Linked DNA regions of Mus musculus: region 2 is linked to region 1. Evidence: chromatin contacts called from public Hi-C data. All regions are on one chromosome and are shown on one strand. Each heading gives the region's core, a stretch centred on a gene start, on an enhancer-like site or on the middle of the called end of the contact. The rest is flanking DNA. Distances are from core to core; before and after follow the strand shown. Region 1 overlaps Atg10 (autophagy related 10). Region 2 overlaps Ssbp2 (single-stranded DNA binding protein 2).

The links. Hi-C and Micro-C count contacts between places; a contact is called where the count stands out from the background.
Region 2: a contact with region 1 is called in a Hi-C map of bone marrow-derived macrophages, with 10 read pairs. The contact joins two enhancer-like sites. A contact is called at or near these places in 2 of 15 datasets of contacts at CTCF or cohesin (the NIH/3T3 cell line and large pre-B cells) and 11 of 484 Hi-C or Micro-C datasets (the AML12 cell line, the C2C12 cell line, CD8 T cells and 7 more).

Annotation. Positions count from the first base shown.
Region 1 is chr13:90,979,276-90,984,854 of GRCm38.p6, forward strand. All of the region lies in intron 5 of Atg10 (autophagy related 10), which reads right to left. Among named protein-coding and RNA genes, the nearest start is that of Gm46434, 50 kb to the left of the region's middle. Within about 2 kb of position 2,681, at least 31 of the 459 cell types and tissues checked have an H3K27ac peak or open chromatin away from gene starts, as enhancers often do. A contact at or near this core is called in bone marrow-derived macrophages, where this site is marked.
Region 2 is chr13:91,678,698-91,684,805 of GRCm38.p6, forward strand. Ssbp2 (single-stranded DNA binding protein 2) reads left to right here. Exons shown (of 17, transcript NM_024272.4): 10 at 1,893-1,941; 11 at 4,985-5,020. Among named protein-coding and RNA genes, the nearest start is that of Gm22778, 42 kb to the right of the region's middle. Within about 2 kb of position 3,019, at least 48 of the 459 cell types and tissues checked have an H3K27ac peak or open chromatin away from gene starts, as enhancers often do. A contact at or near this core is called in bone marrow-derived macrophages, where this site is marked.

The DNA of each region.
Region 1 (5,579 bases), core at 1,431-3,930:
ATATGACATTCCATTCTCTTTGCAGCTATGCCTCATGATCCCAGTCATACACAGCATCCTACATTGTCACTTGAGAGCTTAATTAGCATTCTCAGGGTTTTATTCAAAGAGCTAAACAAGATGGAAGTAACAGATAGAAGGTCACCTTGTAGGAGCTGGAGAAGAAGCTAGGACCTGCAAAGGAAGGGAGAGATGGTGTGGGGACCATGGTGAGAAGCAACCGTACTGTTGGCTCCAGTGCAAGAGAGAAGGTTGGAGTTGAAACTAGAGAAGGCAGGCGAGGCCAACATCCTTGAGAAGCAATGCTGAAGGTGGTGTAAAGCCAAGGGTTAAAACTGGCTCTTAACCAAAAGACAGAAAATTTAAGGAATATACAAAATTGTTCAGTTAAGTAAAATCAAAGATTCAGAGAAAGGTAGCTGGGGGAGAACATAGATATTTGTGGGGGTAGATGGGGAGATGAAAAATATATCTTATTTGGGCTACTATAAGTTTGAAGTGCCATCAACCCAGCACATAGGTTGTGTAAACAGACTGGCCCATGTAGGTCGTATGGACCCTGACACCAGAGGAACTGGCATAGAATGGGCAAGGTTGAGCATGACCAAAACATGGACATCTCAAAACTTGAGATTAGAATCTTATCCCGTGACCAGCAGGAGTAGGGTTAATTATCTCCCTGTTTCTGTGCCTGCCTTGAACTTGGTGGTCACAAGTAGTCAGTCAGAAGCACCATACTGGGAGCTCCTCTCCAGGCAAATGAGGCATCTCAGTGCCTTAGCTTTCAGCCTATTACCTTTTGCCACTCTGGACAGTCTCATCCCCAAAACTATATAACTATATAACTAACTATATAACTATATATATATATACACACACATATATATTCATAATATAACAATATAACTATATAACTATATATACATATGTATATATATATATATATATATATATATACACACTGAATAAAGTATGTGTTCAATTCAAACTCACCCCCAATAAAGAAGTTACCACAAGCTAAGATTGTCTCAGAAAGCCAACTGGATCTAGATCCTGTTTGCCCCAGATTCCACTTCACCTTTCTTGACCTGGCATACATCAGCATCTGATGCCCAGGAGGACTGTGGACCCCACCGCTTCCCAAAGTTGCCCAGTCTTCTCCCAGCCAGTGTATTGGCAGCATCGGGGTACCCTGAGAGGAGAGTCAAAATCCATAGCCACAGATCTGTAGCCAGAGGAGTTTCTAAGCTCAAGGACTAAATTCAGGGTCAGTAGTTTACAAAGGGGTGTTTAAAGGTTTGGATCTGGACAGAAGTACCCAGGAAGAGTGCACAGCCAAGTCTTGCAGTCACTCTAGGATGCACAGTCTGATATAGGATGAACTTAAGATCAGGGACTGAGGTCCATGGCTATCATAGACTTGACAATTTTGCTACATACTATCAACCTGATGTTCAGTAAAGTTGTAATTCCCCTGCCCCCCACCCAAGCAGTGCAATATGAAACTGACCCCTCCATGATGAGGGTTACAGCTCAGGATAGAACACTTACCCAGCATGACCAAGGGCCCCAGGTTCAATACTCTAGCACTGGAGGAAGGCAGCCTTCATTAAACATGGTGTTTCTTTCTCATATATCACATGTTTCAGACTTTTACCTTTTTGCCAGTATAGTAAGATAAAAATGGCATTTCAGTGCAGTTTTATTTTGTACAGTTTTATAAATTAGCTGAAGTATCTTTTCAAGTATTTAGGCTACTTATCTCTATGAACTGTGTATGCTCATAACCTCTAAAAGGGAAGTCTCTCAACACAGGAGATAAATAATGGAAGATCCTACGTCAGAGAGAGATGCTGTCACAATAAAGACTCACATCCTAATAGTGTTTACAATTCAGAGAAAAAGAACAGGTTGTCAGTATCGGAAAGTGGTAGGTCCTCTTTTCCTTTTGCAACAGAAGCAATGACAGATAATGTCAGTTCCAGAATTGGTGTCACAAAGAGATGAACTGTCTCTCTTCATATGATATCTGTTCTTACTCTGAGATATGACTGAGGAGAGATGGGCCTGAGTCATGAAACAAGAAGACGCCAACTATCTCCCACAGAGTCAGCAAAGTGAATTCAATAGGGGAGTGAATAGTAAGAGTCAGGAGCTTGGTGTACCTTTGGGCTTTGTGGTCATCACACTGACGAAAGCCTCAATGCTGTGGTTTTGTCCCTGGGGTGAGAACAGACAGTATCTGAGTACTGGAGTACTTGGTTAACACAATCGGGGGTGGATTACCCAGGGCTGCAAGGAGCTGGTGAGTTTTAAATGGTAAAGGAGTCATGATCTTGACTTCTCAGTTTGAGATGAGGAGGAAAGTGAAGGCTACAGGAGAAACAGATCCCCTCGAGAAAGAGAGAACTGGGGTTCAATGGAAGCCAATGGCTGGACAAATATTCAATAAAGGAGAATGCAGAAGGGAACCCAGAGACACCACCTCCTCTTGCCATGCTATGGAGAACAAGGTCTACAGAGCACAGTGGAAATTATAGCTTGGAGGAGAGAAGTGGGAAATGGGGTTAAGGGAAAGAGAAGACAGAAAAACAATGTGTAAGAATACAGGAACATAAGGCTGGACAAGGGAAGTTACTAATATCATGAAGAGGAAAAGATCCAGAGCCTGCAAAGCATATGTAAGAAATAATAAAAACCACAATACAGGATAGGGCAGAGATAAAGCTGCTTCATTGTATGACTGCATAGTGATTCACAGAAAAGCGAATTCTTAGCAGATAATATTGCAAGTAGTTTGTTCTGGACATAAGATTTTCAATTCCATTGCACACTATGGATGGAAGTTGGTTCAGTGTTTTACAAGTGGGAGCTATTGTGCTGAAATTAAAACCCAGAAGTTTTCTTTATGATGATAAGCCTCCTTATCACTACAGGAGAAACTTTAAGTTCTAATTAAACTTCTAAATTAACCTAAATGAAGCCCAGCTTCATTTAATAGAATCCTAGAATTTCAAATTACATAGCACTTAGATATCACCAAGTTTGACTTACCCTATCCAAAGCAAAGAAAGAAAGAAAGAAAGAAAGAGAGAGAGAGAGAGAGAGAGAGAGAGAGAGAGAGAGAAAGGAAGACAGACAGACAGACAGACAGACAGACAAAGGATTGATTAATCCTTCTTGAATCCAAACATTCTGGCTTCTACAGACTCTCCTCAGCATACATATTTTCCCCTTGTCCTGATTAAAGGGAGACTGCCTAGGCATGTAGAAGCTAAGTGGAGGCTGTGTAGATGCTGTTATATCCCCCACTCCAGTCTCCTTCCCAAGCTCAAAGGAGTTTCATATCTAGCCAGGTTTCCTCTTAGAAAGATAGAAACAGATTCTATATCTGCTGACAGACACCACAGTTAGAAAATGATGATTTGTAGGTTAAAGAGTCAGAAGAAGAAGGAAGCCTAGAGACAGGGGCTTGACATCTGGGTGACTGCTGGTTCTGTAGGGTGCATCAGGGTAGCAAGGCCCTGGAAGCACAAAGGGTTTTGGGGTATGATCTGGAAGACTTATCCTCTAGATGTTAGGGTACAGGAAACAAAGCAATTCTTACAGTAAACAAAACCAAGCTTCAAAACACAGGTTGGAACTTTGTGAGTAGAATCCCTAGGGCCCTTAAATGAGCTGCATACCCAAAGGAGAAAAAAAAAATCTTCTCTGGATAGAAATAACATTTTTAAAAAAGATTTCTATTATCCATGCGAAATGTTATATTCTTGATATCTGATACTAAATAAAAAGTAACTATAAAAAAAGACAAGATGAATAACACAGATAATACAAATATTATTGTCAGACATGGAGATACCAGCCATTTAGTTCAATTTCTAGCAATATGCTCAAGAAAGCTTGAGAGTTTTGGTAGAGTAATTGGATTTTTTTGGGTAATGTTAATATAAGTTGTGCATGGTGGTACACTCTTTTTTTAAAAAGATTTATTTATTTATCTTATGTGTGTGAGATTGTTTTTTCCTTTTTTGAGACAGAGTCTGAATCTGTAGACCAAGCTGGCCTAGAACTTGCGGTGTATTTTAATGGCCTGGAACTCAAAGTGATTTTCCTGGCTTAGCCTCCAAAGTCATGGGATTACATGTGTGACACATCATACCTGGCTAAAATATTTTTAATTAACTAGTGAGTGGTGGTGAATACCTGTCGTCCCAGTATTCAGCAGGACAAAGTAGGTAGATAGTGAGTGCGCATCCAGCCTGGGCTAATACAAGAACTATCAACAATCAATCAATGATCAGGGAAGGACTCTCTCTGTCCCTGCCAAACTACTGGCTAATGATGGGCTGGGGTGTGTATAATCCCCCCATCCAGTCTCCTTCCCAAGCTCAACAGACAGGCACACACACACACACACACACACACACACACACACACACACACAGCAGTTGGCAGTTGCGGTAAGGTTAGGAAATTGATTTTTGGAGGGTAATACAGGTAACATGAAGACAACATGAAGGGAGAGATGGAAAAGTGGAAGGGGTATAAGGGGGAGGGGTTGATCAAGACAAGAGATATAGGAAGGGGAGATAAATAACACTGAGGGATGCATGGTAAAGTTGTAAGGTATCATAGAGTTTTATATTTACCTAAAATACATGTAAGTATATCTGTATATGCATGTATACAGTTTAAATGATGAAATACCATGTGGCTTCCCCCCAGGTCCAGGGATGACAAAAATCCCTTCAAGTTGTTGGTCAGGAGAGTCCAAGAGACACTAAACTAATTCAGCAGTTTGCACTCATCATTCATTTGCATATATATGCAATAATAATACAGAAGAATAGACCACAAATAATAGAAACAGAAATGAGGGAGGGAAGGAGGGAAGAACATTTACAGACAGACGGCATGTGGCAAAAAGGTGGAGGCATCTTGAAGTGGAGTCACGGAGAGTGACATAGCAGAAACCATATGAAGAGAAAATGACCAAGAGTTTTAAAAGAAAAGGGGAAATAAACCACTGATTTAAAGGAAACCACATGTCTCAAAGAGGAAACAGACAGAATAAAAGTAGGTATATATACATCATCTATTATACTCCATTTAGGGTACTACCATGAAAATTCCACAGACTGGGAAGGCTAATAAACAATAGAAGTTTGTTTCTCACAGTTTAGAAGAACAAGAAGTCTTGGAACAGCTCCAGAGAATGTTGTGTCTGGTGAAGGTTGGCTTTTCTGGCTTAGAGACGACAGCTTCTCACTATGTCCTCACTTGAGACAAGAGGCAGGGGCTTCTGGGCTCTTCTCAGTAGCAATCTCAGCGTAAGCACCTTTCTTCACGACTACGTCACCAAGGAACCAAATAAACTGTTCTGCTTTTAAGTCCCAGCACACTGGGGAATTCATGGTCCAATACATGAATCTGAGAGGACACTCATTCATTCTATGGTATCATGGAAGTGGAAACCCACCAGAGTTGAAAGCAGCCACCATCACTCCAGGCCCCAGGGGGAAGATGACCTTCAAAGAAGCCCTCATTATATTGAGAGCTGGATAGTATCATTTCTA
Region 2 (6,108 bases), core at 1,769-4,268, 700 kb after region 1:
AAACACTACTAATATAAGTAACTTGGACATTGTTTTTATTTAATATTTATTACTTTAGATTTAAGATGCCTAGATTTAAGGTACTTTTTTCTCATTTTTCAATTAGATATTTTCTTCATTTATATTTCAAATGCTATCCCGAAAGTCCCCTATACCCTTCCCCTGCACTGCTCCCCAACCCAACCACTCCTGCTTCCTGGCCCTGGCATTCCCCTGTACTGGGGCATATGATCTTAGCAAGACCGAGGGTCTCTCCTTCCAATGATGGCCGACTAGGCCATCCTTTGCTACATATGGAATGTTTACATTTCAAATGTTATCCCCTTCCTGAGTTCCCCCTCCATAACCTCTCACCCCATTCCAACCCTTCCCTTTGCTCCTCCACCCACCCATCCACTCCCACGTCACCATTCTAGCATTCCCCTTCTCTAGGCCATCAAACCTCCACAGGACCTAGGGCCTCCCCTCCCACTGATGCTAGATGAGGCAGTGCTCTGCTACATATGTAGCAGGAACCATGGACTAGCCCTTGTGTATTCTTTGTTTGGTGGCTTAGTTCCCCGGGAGTTCTGAGGGGTCAAGTTAATTGCTATTGTTGTTCTTCCTATGGAGCTGCAATCCCCTTCAGCTCCTTCAGTCCTTCCCCTAACTCCTCCATTTGGATGCCCAGGTTCAGTCCAATGGTTGCCTGTAAGTATCTGCATCTGTCTAAGTCAGGTGCTGGCAGAACCCCTCAGTGGAGGCTGAAGGAAAGTCCAAACAAAGGATGTTTTAAAAATGGAATATTACACTGCCTTAGTGATTAGTGACTCTAAAGAGAATTTTCAGTAACCTAATAAAATAAGGGAAGTTGAAAATAGTCTACTTTTCATAAGACAATATTTATTCAAATGTACTTAACACCACAGCCCAGGTATATGAATTTGATTTAATTGGGCATTAATTTTGTTTATATAGTATAAAATATAAAACATTCTCTTGAATTCTAAAATAAAGCAATATATTGGCATAGAATATCTCCTTTCATTTTAAGACTTCCTCTCTCTACTATCTTCAACTAAAATTATGAATTTTAAATCAATAACATTGATAAAGCTGTAATCTAAGTTTATATAGTATATATCGTATAATATATATTATAATAACAAATTTATAGAGCTATAATATAGAGCATGCCCATTTGAATCCTCCATCCTTCTCTGGCAGATGATGGTACCCATGGCTTAGTAACTCAGTGGAGCCACATATGAGAGTGGTATTGGCAGTGAGACTAATGCCAGACTCAGTGCTTCCCAGGACTAAGTCACCATGAGCACTAGAGGATACAATACCATATAAGACTATTTCATAGAAGGACACAAGTTTGCATATTGCTTATTTGTATTTAAGAGTGCCATTTATGTAGATATTTTACAAATAGTTTCATTTGAATAATACACATGTGGCCCATACTGATTGAGTTATTTTTAACTGTATTTGATCCCTTTTGCTCTAAAACTGCTAAAAATTATTTAGGAGCATATATAGTCTAGTATAGGTGGCTTCCAATTTTGTTTATAAAAATAAACAATATTAAACTAACTTTACATGAAACTGTTTTCTGGGGTAATTTTTTTTTTGCATTCAAGGAAAACCCACAAAGATGACTAGAGTGATACCTGAGCTTGACTCTCATGGTGCAACTATGTTACAAACTTGACTCTCATGGTGCAACTATGTTACAAACTTGACTCTCATGGTGCAACTATGTTACAAACTTGACTCTCATGGTGCATGGCAACTATGTTACAAACTTGACTCTCATGGTGCATGGCAACTATGTCACAAACAGGACTGTCTGCTGTGGAGCCACTGAGGCTCAGGTTGAATTAATCTGTCATATCGTTTTGTAGGGGTCCAGGTGGTGGTAGACCTTGGCCAAACCCAACAAATGCGAATTCAGTGAGTATACATATTTTGCACTTTGTAACGTTTAGCAGTGAAAAGCCTGCTGCTCTGGAGAGCTCCATAGCCTGCTGGGCTATGCATTTAAAGTAGTTGCTCCAAAAGCAGTGTTGTTTATATTCTTTTAGAAAAAAGTGAGTCTTATTTTTGAAATTATGTATTTTTAAATTTCATTACGCAAATGTGTGTTTTATGTCGCCTTCTCAAAATTTCAGTCGGATTTTCAAAAGTAAAGGTAGAAATAGTAAGCATACTACAGTAGTTTGTGCCTCCTCCTGGGCCCACACAACCCAAGTCAAGTCAAAATAAGGGAAGTACCGTTAACTGGAAAGTATGAAAGGGGTTAGTAGAACAAGGATTTGTCGTGACATCACATCTTTTGCACAGCATTATATTAATCAGTTTACTGATTTGACAGGGGAAGGAGGAGGAAACCCCTTTAAGGAAAATAAGTGATTAACCATAAAGAAAATACAGTACAAGTTTTTTTTAATTAAAAAAAAAAACCCACTAAAACCTGGTTCCTGCTTTCTACTGGCATAATGCATGATGCCGTCCCCACCATCAGTACTTACAGGGTCATTGATTCCGTTCCTTCTTGAGAAACTAGAATGACACCAGTCATCTTAAAAGGAGAAGTTACTGCTTTAGCCTTTACTCAAACCACTACAATCGTGAGTACTATGGTGCAGAATTCCTTTCTAGCTTAGTCATGCAACATATTTGACCCTTAATTTCCTTTCAGCTTTTTGTAGTTAAATGATTCTGACCCTCTAGCTCTGTGATCTTACTTATTATCTGGGTCTTACTTTAACATGTTTTAAAATATTTATTTTATATATATTTATATAATACTCATATAATAAAATAAATATATACATAGCATCATGTGCGCTCATGCGCATGCTTGCCTAAGTGTATGTAAGAGCACCACATGTGGATAGGAGCCCATGGAATTCAAAAGCACTCATAGGACCCTCTGGAACTGGAGTTATGACACCATTTGCCATTGAATGTGAAACAACTCTCAGTTCTCCAATCCTGCTTATTGAGGTCGACAGGTCCCTTTGCCAGGTCTTGGCTGAGATTCTGCACTGGTCTACTTGATTCATTTTGCCTAGTTCCCATAGAGTCACAGTACTGAAGCATGCATCCAAACACTATAAAACCTCTTATTTCCTATAGCATGCAGTCATTCCTGGTCCAATCATGTGGTCTTATCATTAACTACACAGCCTGTAAGTCTTACAGTGTAACAGCCATAAAAAATTTTTTTAAAAAAATCCATAGCATTCCCCGATTATACTGTGCACTCTCTCATTCCCTTTCCTTCCTTTGGCTTGCCTCATCTTTCCTCATCTACACCTTCTTCCTGTGTACCCAGATTTCCAGCTCAGATTTACCACTACACTCCCATGGTATTTCTGTCTTTTGATGTAATGTATGTTTTTATACTATACTATTAGATACTTCTAACAACTCACAAAAGTACAGGCTCAGTTATGTGCCAGGGATAGGAGCCCAAATGCTGATTTAGAGTCAGAAAACCGAAGAACCATTTGGTAATGTGAAATCTGACAAATGAAAATAGTTATACCAAAGAAGTAGATAAATACAGCCCAAGAATTCTTCTTCCTCCTAAAAGTGACAAGGTTTCAGGCAAAGGAATTGTTCAAATCTTAGTACAAAGGTTCTGAACTCTCAAAAAGGGAAGAGAAATAGTGAAAAAAGTTCAGGAATTTAATATATTGGGAGTAACAAAGAACTAAACGATGGTTAGATTGTGTCTTGCAACTTTAACCTTGTAAGAAAGGTGTTAAACAAATCAGAGAAGGAAAACAGTGGCCATTGCTGAAGACAAGGGAGAAGACATTCCTCCTAGGAGCTGACAGGGTATTAGCCCTGCACAGGGGCAAATGTTTGCATTTAAACACAATAGAATTAAAGAGTTTGGGTAGATCGTGAACTGAAAGAGGCACAGGAAACCAAAGTAAAGTATTTAGCAAATTAAGTTCAAGGTCAATGCTGTGAGAGACCTTGGTACTCAGGGGAAGTAAGCCCCTTCCCAACTACTGACTGGGCCTACAGTAGCACTGCGGTGTGTTGGGCTCAACCCCACAGTCAAGTAGAGGCTCTGGTGACATGTGGTTTGTGCTTGCAGAAAGCAAGGACACCAAAAGGAGAAAGCCTTTTCAAATAGCCTAATGTTAAATAGTTCCAAAAAATCATCAAATACTTTAAAGGGCATTATGGCTTACATACTTCCTTATTTATGACTTCACACTAGTGTGGTGTTATGACAAGTTAGGGACTCTTCAGAGTCCACGCTTCCCTTCACCACTCAGATCTTACTCTGGCCTTGACTAGCTCATTCCAGGGAGACACATCATTGTATGGACTGCATCATGCCAGTGAGCTAGTGGGCTTGTTGAAAAGGAAATGTCTAAGTATACCTATGCCACCTACACTTAGGGGGTTATTTTAGGGTACATTTTTAATTCTTCACTTGTGTCATCAGAGTGTTGGGGATTAAAACCATCTCATCTAGAAAACAGCCTCTTGTTTGGACTTGATCCTCATAAATTCTCAGTCTTTGGACATCAAATTCCTTTTATTGCGTCAATATTAACTAAGTGAAGAATGTAAGAATTCACATGTACTGTGTGAAAGTAGCAGTAAGTTTCATCTGCACAGGATACTAATCTGAGATTCCCGGGCTTTAGCTGTATGAGTATATATAATCTTTCTATTTATAGAATATCTCATTAGTATCACCCAGTGGAAACAACTGACCCAAGCCAATATAATTTGAAGCTATCGTTTTGAATTCCTCTTGTGAAATCTACATTTTCTTGTGAATTCAATATAATATTATAGTTGCCTGGATTTTTTTTTGGCACTTACACATATACAAGTTCCTTTGTGTTTTATTATACCTTTGATTCATTTTTAATGTGATAAAGAGAAGTCAATTCATTTAATTCAATCTCATGTGGTCACATGAATCAAAATATTTGTCTCTGTCGTGCTCATGTTCCAGATACCCTACTCCTCAGCGTCTCCTGGGAATTACGTAGTAAGTACATTTGGGTTTGTTTGCTCAGAAGAATTGATGTCACATTTTATTTGAGCAGTGAAATTGGTGCCCAGATGTTAAGAAGAGCCCTGTGTATTGACCAAGAAGTGAACATCTTGAGTTGTTGCATATGCCAACCACAATACATATGTTGATGTTCATTAGGGAAACAGTTACCAGTCTGGCTGGAATTGCCTTCAGTTCTCTGCTTTACTTTGGCATATGTTTCTAGAAGCTACTACAATACTCTATCCAATCATCAAGAGAGCCATTCCCAGTATTACAGTGATCCGCTTGATTGCGGTTCTCCACAAGCATAGTGCACACACTCCTCCCCAGCCCCACTCACCACACATGAAGGCTAAGAAAACATAAAAAGCTATCCCAGCAACAAAGTGGATTAGACTGGAGAATAAAGAAATAATTTGGAAGGATCTTTTAGTTTTGGTTTTTTTTTCTATTCCTAGAGATTGGAAAAAACAAAACAAAACAAAACTATTTCCTTGTTACCATCTATACATGTTAACTTTTCTCAATAATTCATGTGGACCTGAAGCCAGGGTTTGGACCTCCTCTTTTAAAGTCACAGTGACCCTTTGGCCATCACCCCTTTTAAGTTCCTTGTTACACCTGAAGGATAGCATAAGGGAAAAGTTATTTTACAAAAAAATATTAACAGAGATGCCAAGATGAAATGATAAAGTAGGAAGCCTTTCCAAGGGTAATTTCCAGAGGTGATGTGCAGCGAGAGTGCTGTAAATAGGAATGCATAGAAGAAAGTTAGTGAGCGGTTTACCCTGCAGAAATACTACTTTATTACTGTAGATAAAAGTTCTAAAACTCGTTACCTATACGGTGCCCTTAGTTGTCAGAATTACCCGCAGCACTGCCTAGTGCCGCTTTCCCCCCCTCCCCCCGCAGTTGGATATGGAGCTGCAGCCTCCCCTCCAGCATTGGTTAGGGTGAGGAGCATGTCCCATTTCCCACTGAAGTGATGCTGTACCATGTTGACCCAAGGCTGAGAGAACAGAAACAGCAGCAGCGGGTTGATAATGTCTAAATGGGCATCTCTTCACACTCTGTGTGAA